Linked DNA regions of Mus musculus: region 1 is linked to region 2. A link is a contact called in public ChIA-PET data. All regions are on one chromosome and are shown on one strand. The core of a region is the stretch at or near the end of the contact, and the rest is flanking DNA. Distances in the headings are between cores, read along the strand shown. Region 1 has its middle 25 kb from the start of Gm40750. Region 2 has its middle 120 kb from the start of Gm40750.

Region 1 (3,655 bases), core at 411-2,910, 98 kb after region 2:
TGAGAGAACCAGATTGCCTGGATGTTGAATCTACACATTTATCAACCACATTCTCAGCCTCTCCTTCATCTCAGTAAATACATTACTTTTTAAAAGCTCAGCCCATGAGCCAGTCCTTCCTGGAAGCCTTCAGAGATTTCTCAGTCTCAATTAGCATCTGGGTTTATTTTTGTCTCAGCACTTAGGGGCACTGTACAATTGAAGTCCATTTTCTTGTCTTAGAAACTTAAGGAAGGGAGACATATTTTATATCCCCAAGCTTAACACAATGCCTAGCAAAAGAAAAGAAATAGTCATATGTTGTTAAACAACCACAATGAGGAAAAAAAAAAAAGCAAGAAATACCCAAGGGATTAAAATATGTGGATGCACGGGAAATGCAGAAAGCATTACCTGTGCAGAATCTGATGGGGCTCTTCAGTTGAGGCCTTATGACCTGGCCTATCTATCTAATATCAGAAATAAACTTTAGAATCATCTGACAAATACTACAAATCCTCATGAGAATTCAAGTTAAACACATGACTTGACATTTATTTGTTTAATCTGCTCAATAGATTTTTTTTTCCTGTGTCAACCATGAAAGCTAAAACTATTTCTAGGCCTTTCATCTTAGATCAGCTTTCCCTTAATTTCTACACTCCAAAATGTTGAACAAAAACATGCCCCTTTTTGTGGTTGGAAAGTTGGGCTTTACATAGAACTTTCAACACACAATTGTCAGCACCTGATTAGGGTCATTCTCAAGCCCGGGACTTTTCTTCCTTCCTTAAATAGGTCTTCTAGATGAATCATCGCTAGCCACTCTATGATTATGCCGAGACCAGATACACAGCTTATAAAGAACAGCACACGCTGTGGTCCTTGCATCAGTCTGTGCTCTGATTCAGGCAGATTTCATTTTCATTCAATAAAAAAATTAGAATGAATCGTCTGCAGGAGTTTGAGCCATCGGTTTCTGCTATGGGAGCAAGGAAACAAGAGTTGGCGAAAGCGCACATCCACCCATTTCCAGCTTATTAGCATTTCTGATTCGGAGATGAATTTGGTGGAAAAGGACGTAGATGGGACCTTTATGATACCAATTAAATTATTTTCTGTGCTCCATGTCATTAACAAAACCACATATACATTTCGTCATCTAACACTGAAGTAGAGCCTTGTTAACTATTTGACAACATACTCATACTCATGCCTATTTATTCACTGGATGGATTTAAGGAAATGTAACATTTTGGTGATCAATAAGGGTTTCTTGTCATAGGTACATACATGGTCCTGAGTATTAATATGAAAAAGTCTCATATCCTTTTCCCTGGATGAGGCTAAGAACAAACAAACAAGATGGAAAGAAGGAAAGTCCTCAAATCTGCCATGCTGCATAACATTAAAGTAGATAGAAGAGATAGTATCTAAGAGATAGTAGACAGTGTGTAGATAGTGCATATTCTTGCCTTTAATCTGTCTCTCGAATGACATCCAAAGTGTATGAAACCATGACCCTGTGTTTCTACAATTGAAGGCTATTTCCTGAGCAGCCGCAGACACACAGAGAAAGTTCCCACACAGCTGAAGCATTCAGAAGGAGGGGGAGAGCATCCTGAGCTAGACTTGCCTCTGGTAGGGTTTCAGACACATTGCTCCTCCAGAGCAAGACAGAAGCTACCCCTTTCTGAGTCGTTCTAGCATCCTCTGACTATGGTTTTGTACAACTGTTTCCACCTCTATCTCCTGAGGAAAGACATCAAAAGAAAACAAAGCTCTGACACAGGGAACCATCAGAGCCAACAAAGAACAATGCCCCCCCCCCCCCTCCTACCACAGGCAGCAGGAAACAGAAGAGTGAGCTGTAAAGTATGCTAAGCCAATTACGAGGAATGGGAGGAGACACTGGGCAGGGGAAGTAAAATCAGCCCAAGCTGGGCCAGCAGACATGGCTCAGGGAAGAGGCTGCCCATGGAGGCAGTCCCTCATAAAAAAGAAAAATGGAATTCGAAGAAAGAGATTTTTTATCATGCTTTTTCTTTATGCTGAGGGATGTTATCCATATTACAGTGAAATATGAAATATGAACCCTCCTTCATATCCCTCCTCCACCAACATACCCCATGAGGAAAATTTTGAGAGTTATGTGTTCCCTTAGCCTTTTTTTCTGAGAAATGCAAGTAAATTATTTACTACATTCTGAAATTGCTACTGACAGCTGGGTTCCTTTGCTCACAGCACTGTTCTGGATCAAAATTCAGGGATGGCTGCTTCATGAACAATGCAAATCCTTGCAAAAACAAAACAAAATAAAACAAAAAAAACACTAGGACAACCAACTTTGCCACCACTTCCCATGGGTTTGAACTTTTTGAATACTTTGTAGAATTCAGTCATGTCTTTAGACCGATTCCCTCTACACTCCAAGAACATCTTAATCCATCATCGTTTGTTATTATTTTGTCTTTGTCATACATAACTTACTACACCATTGAAGAAAAGTCTTTCTTCTTTGTATTCCAGGCTGTAATTGACCAAACTTCCAGGAAGCGAGTGGATACTTCATCAGGTGATGCATAAGCCAACCCGTTTAAAGATGCAGATGATGTTCTACTAATTAAAACATGATTTTCAAAATGGAAAAGCTAGGTGTACTGGCTGCTTTTGTGTGTCAACTTGACACAAGTTAGATTCATCAGAGAGGAGGGAGCCTCAGTTGAGGAAATGACTCCATGAGATCCAGCTATAAGGCATTTTCTCAATCATTGATCAATGCGGGAGGGCCCAATCCATTGTGAGTGGTGCCATTCCCTGGGCTGGTAGATCTGGGTTCTAGAAGAAAGCAGGCTGAGTAATCTATGTGAAGCAAACCAGGAATCTGCACTCCTCCATGGCCTCTGCAGCAGCTCCTGCTTCTAGGTTCTACTCCCTCTTGAGCTCATCTCCTGACTTTCTCGAATGATGGAGTATGCTCTAGAAGTATAATAAACCCTTTTTTCCCCAAGTTGCTTTTTGGTCATGATGTTTCATTGCAGCAATAGAAACCCAAGGATACTAGGTATAATAATCCACTTACGTAAATTCAGTCCTCTGTGGAGAGCCGTGCCGCGAACAATCGTGTGCGTGCCGTGAGCAATCACCATTCTAAGATGGCGCTGGCTTTCACTGCGCCTAACTAGTAAACAAGCCTTATGTGCAAGTGCAAGAGTGAACTCACACCTCGTCACTGCCCATCTCGCGGCGTAGCAATGGGGTGATGGGCGAGTAACGAATCAGGAGCTGTCACGCCACATCAGGTGCTGAAACGTCACGTTGCGGGCTATATAAGCAGCACCATTTTCCCAGTTCGGGTCTTCCCTCCTGATAAGTAAGCAATAAAAGCTTTGCTGCAGAAGATTCTGGTTGTCCTGAGTGTGTTCTTGCCGGCGGGGACAAAAGCTAGGGATAGTCCTCAAAAAATTGAGGCAGGAAAACCATGAGTTCAGAATCAACCCAGGCTACATTGAAGGCTAGCCTGAGCTACAAAGCCAAAATAGTACAAAATAGTACAAAATAGTAACAACTATTGTTGTCCAGCAACAGCAGCAAAAAAATATATGTAAGTCTGATAGCTTTAGTGATATTGATGGTATGTCAATTTTCTCCACCTCATTATGATTGGTCTTATCAA
Region 2 (3,683 bases), core at 1,129-3,628:
CAAATATAACAAAAATTAATGATCGCTATTTGCCCTGTCATATCACTTGCACTAGAACTACTATCTGTTTTGTGGCATTCTTTGCCAGGCACACAGGAGATCATGATTGGTGGTATTTATGATAGATCCATCCTGTGCTTGTCCATAAGGAGAATTTGCTGAAGATTAAAAGTAAATTCAGAACTAATTGACTGCTAGCCAGAAGCTATGTTGCTGGGACTTCGAAACTACACTCTAGAAAGAAAATGACTAACCAGATCTTGCCAAGGACCAACCCAAAGACTCAAAACCAATCTCTTGACTTGCTTACAACAAAACCAATCAGGTAGAGATTGACTTCAGTATTTTAGCAGTTCCCTAAATAAACCTCTCATTATGAAAACTGTAGTTTGTTGCCCTAAGTTGCCCATTTTGAGCTATCTATGAACAATTACCTACTGAAAATGAGCCTGAGGCTGGTGGAGGCTGGGAGTAGACACTAGAAAACTTTCTCAACTAGAAAAGAGTGCAATGTATGAAATGTTGGTGACAGAAAAAAATGAAGTGGGTAGTCATGCTGTCCCATGTCACATTGGCTTCTTGTTCTCATCTCTCTGTTAATACCCACCTAAAGCCAAAAGTAGGAGTCATTATAGCTCAAGTGTGAGGCTTAGGTACCCCAAGAAACCTAAGGACTGTGCTTGTCATTCAAATTTGATGGGCAGTTATCAGAGAACAATCAACTTCCTGATGACCTTTGAGTATAATGTACTCAGAGGCATTGAAAGGACAGGATTGGTTTCCTTAAGGGTTCATATTGAGCTTTCTGACAAGATTCAGCTCTGTCAGGCTAGGCGTTTTCTCTCCCCTTTACAATCTATCTTTTTTCTTTTTTGAGATTGCTTTTTCTGTCATCCCCCTTTACAAAGTCTGACAAAGATGATTGCTCCATGATAGATTTCATTTATATTCCCTAATATCTACTTCTCTTTCACTTTGAGTTAGATGTGAGATTACACTTTCCATGGTCTGCTGAGGTTTTATGTGAAAATGTGATCGTGTGACCAGTGCCGGCTAAGGTAAAGTGAACGACACTCTGGACCAATGCTTTCTTAGCTTGAGTTGTGCTTGCCTTCCTTCTAATCTCTTGCTATTAGAACCCCTGAAACCTGGATATTTAATGCCATCATCACAAGGCAGTAATCCCTATGTGATGGTACAAAGCGAAGCACTTTAGGGGACCAGGAATGTAAAAGAAAGTTTAAGGTGGTTACTACAGCCTAATCTAGACTATAATGTCACATACAAAAGAGTGAAGAACATTGCCCAGCCCAACATCATAAAAATGATGGCACTATAACTCATTTAACATGCATTCCTTAAGCTCTTGCAATGAAAACTAGGATCTAAGGTGGGAGGATGGAGAAAGGAGAATTCTGTTGACTACAAAGAGCTCATTGTTAAACTGAAAAGGGAGAGAAAGTAATAATTTTATGAACACTTAATATGGAATAGAAGATTTGAAGGATCTTTGTCTAACCAGTATGCAGGTAAAACTTAGGAAACTGGTCCTGCCCGGTTCTTAATGTCGTCACTTCAAAAATTAACATGACCTATTTGCATGACTGTGTGTGCCTAGGCAACCTCTTAAAATGGAACGAAAACTTGATTTCTCTCTTTTAAAATACTGGATTGTGATTGATAGCCAAAAGTGGGCGTGTCTATGTACTCCAAATTCTTGGCAAAAACAACCTCCCAGGCAGTAGCTAGTGACAGACCTCTGGCCTTGCTGCTACAAGTTAGAAACAATGGAAAAGGAACCACTTCCCTGAAGCCCAGACTCCTGAAATGTCAGCCATTCTACAGATGTCTCTTTAGGTACAACGGGTCAGGAATTGAACTAGGTTCCTGGGTTGGACCAGTGAACAGAGCATGCTCCTAACCTCATTCCACAAGCCAACAGATACGGAGTACTACTGCTATTTGTTGCACAATTGCAAGTATTTAAAGAGCTATCAAAGAGATTTCTCTGGACCAAGCTGCGGATGGACCACTACCGGTCTTTGTATGGCGATACTGAGATTAATTAACTAAATTGAATTCAGATGAACCTAGAAGACAAAATGAAGATTACCTTTAAAGGGGACTGTGAATTAAACAGAAGTCCCTAGGATAAAATCAGTTCTCCATAAATCCTAGCTATTCAACAGTGGCATGGAAATGTTTGCTTGTGGGATAAAAAACAGCCCTCCGTGCTGAGGGAGGGGACCGGCTGTTTTTACCATATACTAGTTCTTGCTTTACCCGAGTCACTTCTCTATAAATATGAAAACACTGTGCTGGCGCTTCACAGTTGTGTTTTTATGTTTCCTCTGACATCTCTCGAGTCAGCCGTAGGGGGAAGCCCCTTCCTTCCTGCCTGCTTTGTTTTGGTTTTGTGTTTCATACCTTTCCTGGCAACAGGGTCAGTGTAGTTCTCTGGTTACCATAGAATCCAGCTTGCCCTCCTAAGCGAATGTCCCAGGGAAATCAGCAAAGTACAGGAAGAGACACACTAAAAGTCCCTCACGCTCGCCCGCCCGGATTGAGTCAACGGGCACATTCCATTCACACTCGTCCAAAGGGCTTCTAGGTGGGGTCCAAGCTAATATGAGTGGCAGCTTCCAAGTTTTATTGCTTCAAATTCCATGATCTGTCAAATTGGTTTTTTATCTTTCTTTGCAAGATTGTAAGCAGTTTAAATGAGTCTCTTTATTTTACTATTCTTTCATTTGCTGACTAACTCCTTTATTGCTTCTTAAATGAACTCTGTGGCACTTTTAACTTATTCCCCAGCAAAAGGGAATTGGAAAAACGTTCTTGGAGAAAATGGTAAATAGAATACAGAGTAAGAGCGAAAAACAGACTCCATTAAGAGTGAGCATCGATGGGGAGAATGAAAACCTGAGCAGATATTCAGCAACGAGCCATCAAGAGCTGAGATTAAAGCAATGCAGATTGCACGTGCAAAAAAACATGCATTTCTAGAGACGGGAAAAAAACTCGCACTTTCTCAGACCATATTTTGTATAATCCACTAATAACCTTCCAAAGAAACTTTTTTTTGTTATTCTTATATTTTGAATGGCGAAATAGAAATGAAAGGGGTCACAAAACCAGAAAGCACTTTTTACAGGGCTCCAAATCCCTCAAGAAAAAAAAAATAATAACATTTTTTGTTATTTCACTGCCTTATGAAATCAATTAGAACTTGATAGCCTCTCGGGGAGATTAAATTTTTTTAAAAATACAAAAGAAAGGACAATGGGGTCACAATGGGGACACGGCACAAATGCAAAGTTACAAAGAGACAGAAGCACATGGAAAAAACAAAACAAAAAAAAAAAAAAACAAGATTCTTTGTTCCATTTTCCGTGCAGAGGATGGTGCCCTGACATTCAGGGAACCAGCTCTGTGCTTTCTCTTGGTGAAGAAAACATAAAGTTCCCTGGAACAGGCCTGGGGTTAGTAGACACTGTGTCCTGCTACAATAGCAATAGCCATCGATAAACAACCACTCACAACTTTCTGTCTTGGTTAAGCTGTTATCTTCGTCTGTAAAAGGCAACGTGGGCTTTTTTTGCGGTGCTTTTAAAAGAAAACAGTCTGCCTTTGATGGAATGTCATCTTTAAACTTTGCTTAGGAGTGTGAAGGCATTCTGTCA

The links. ChIA-PET counts read pairs in DNA pulled down with a chosen protein or histone mark.
Region 1: an RNA polymerase II ChIA-PET map of memory CD8 T cells shows a contact between it and region 2, with 1,177 read pairs. The contact joins two enhancer-like sites. A contact is called at or near these places in 8 of 484 Hi-C or Micro-C datasets (CD4 T cells, CD8 T cells, cardiomyocytes and 4 more) and 4 of 115 datasets of contacts at active chromatin or transcription factors (CD8 T cells, effector CD8 T cells, heart atrium and 1 more).

Annotation. Positions count from the first base shown.
Region 1 is chr10:98,780,386-98,784,040 of GRCm38.p6, forward strand. No RefSeq gene overlaps it. Among named protein-coding and RNA genes, the nearest start is that of Gm40750, 25 kb to the right of the region's middle. Within about 2 kb of position 1,661, at least 72 of the 459 cell types and tissues checked have an H3K27ac peak or open chromatin away from gene starts, as enhancers often do. A contact at or near this core is called in CD8 T cells, effector CD8 T cells, memory CD8 T cells and 1 more, where this site is marked.
Region 2 is chr10:98,681,948-98,685,630 of GRCm38.p6, forward strand. No RefSeq gene overlaps it. Among named protein-coding and RNA genes, the nearest start is that of Gm40750, 120 kb to the right of the region's middle. Within about 2 kb of position 2,379, at least 156 of the 459 cell types and tissues checked have an H3K27ac peak or open chromatin away from gene starts, as enhancers often do. A contact at or near this core is called in CD8 T cells, effector CD8 T cells, memory CD8 T cells and 1 more, where this site is marked.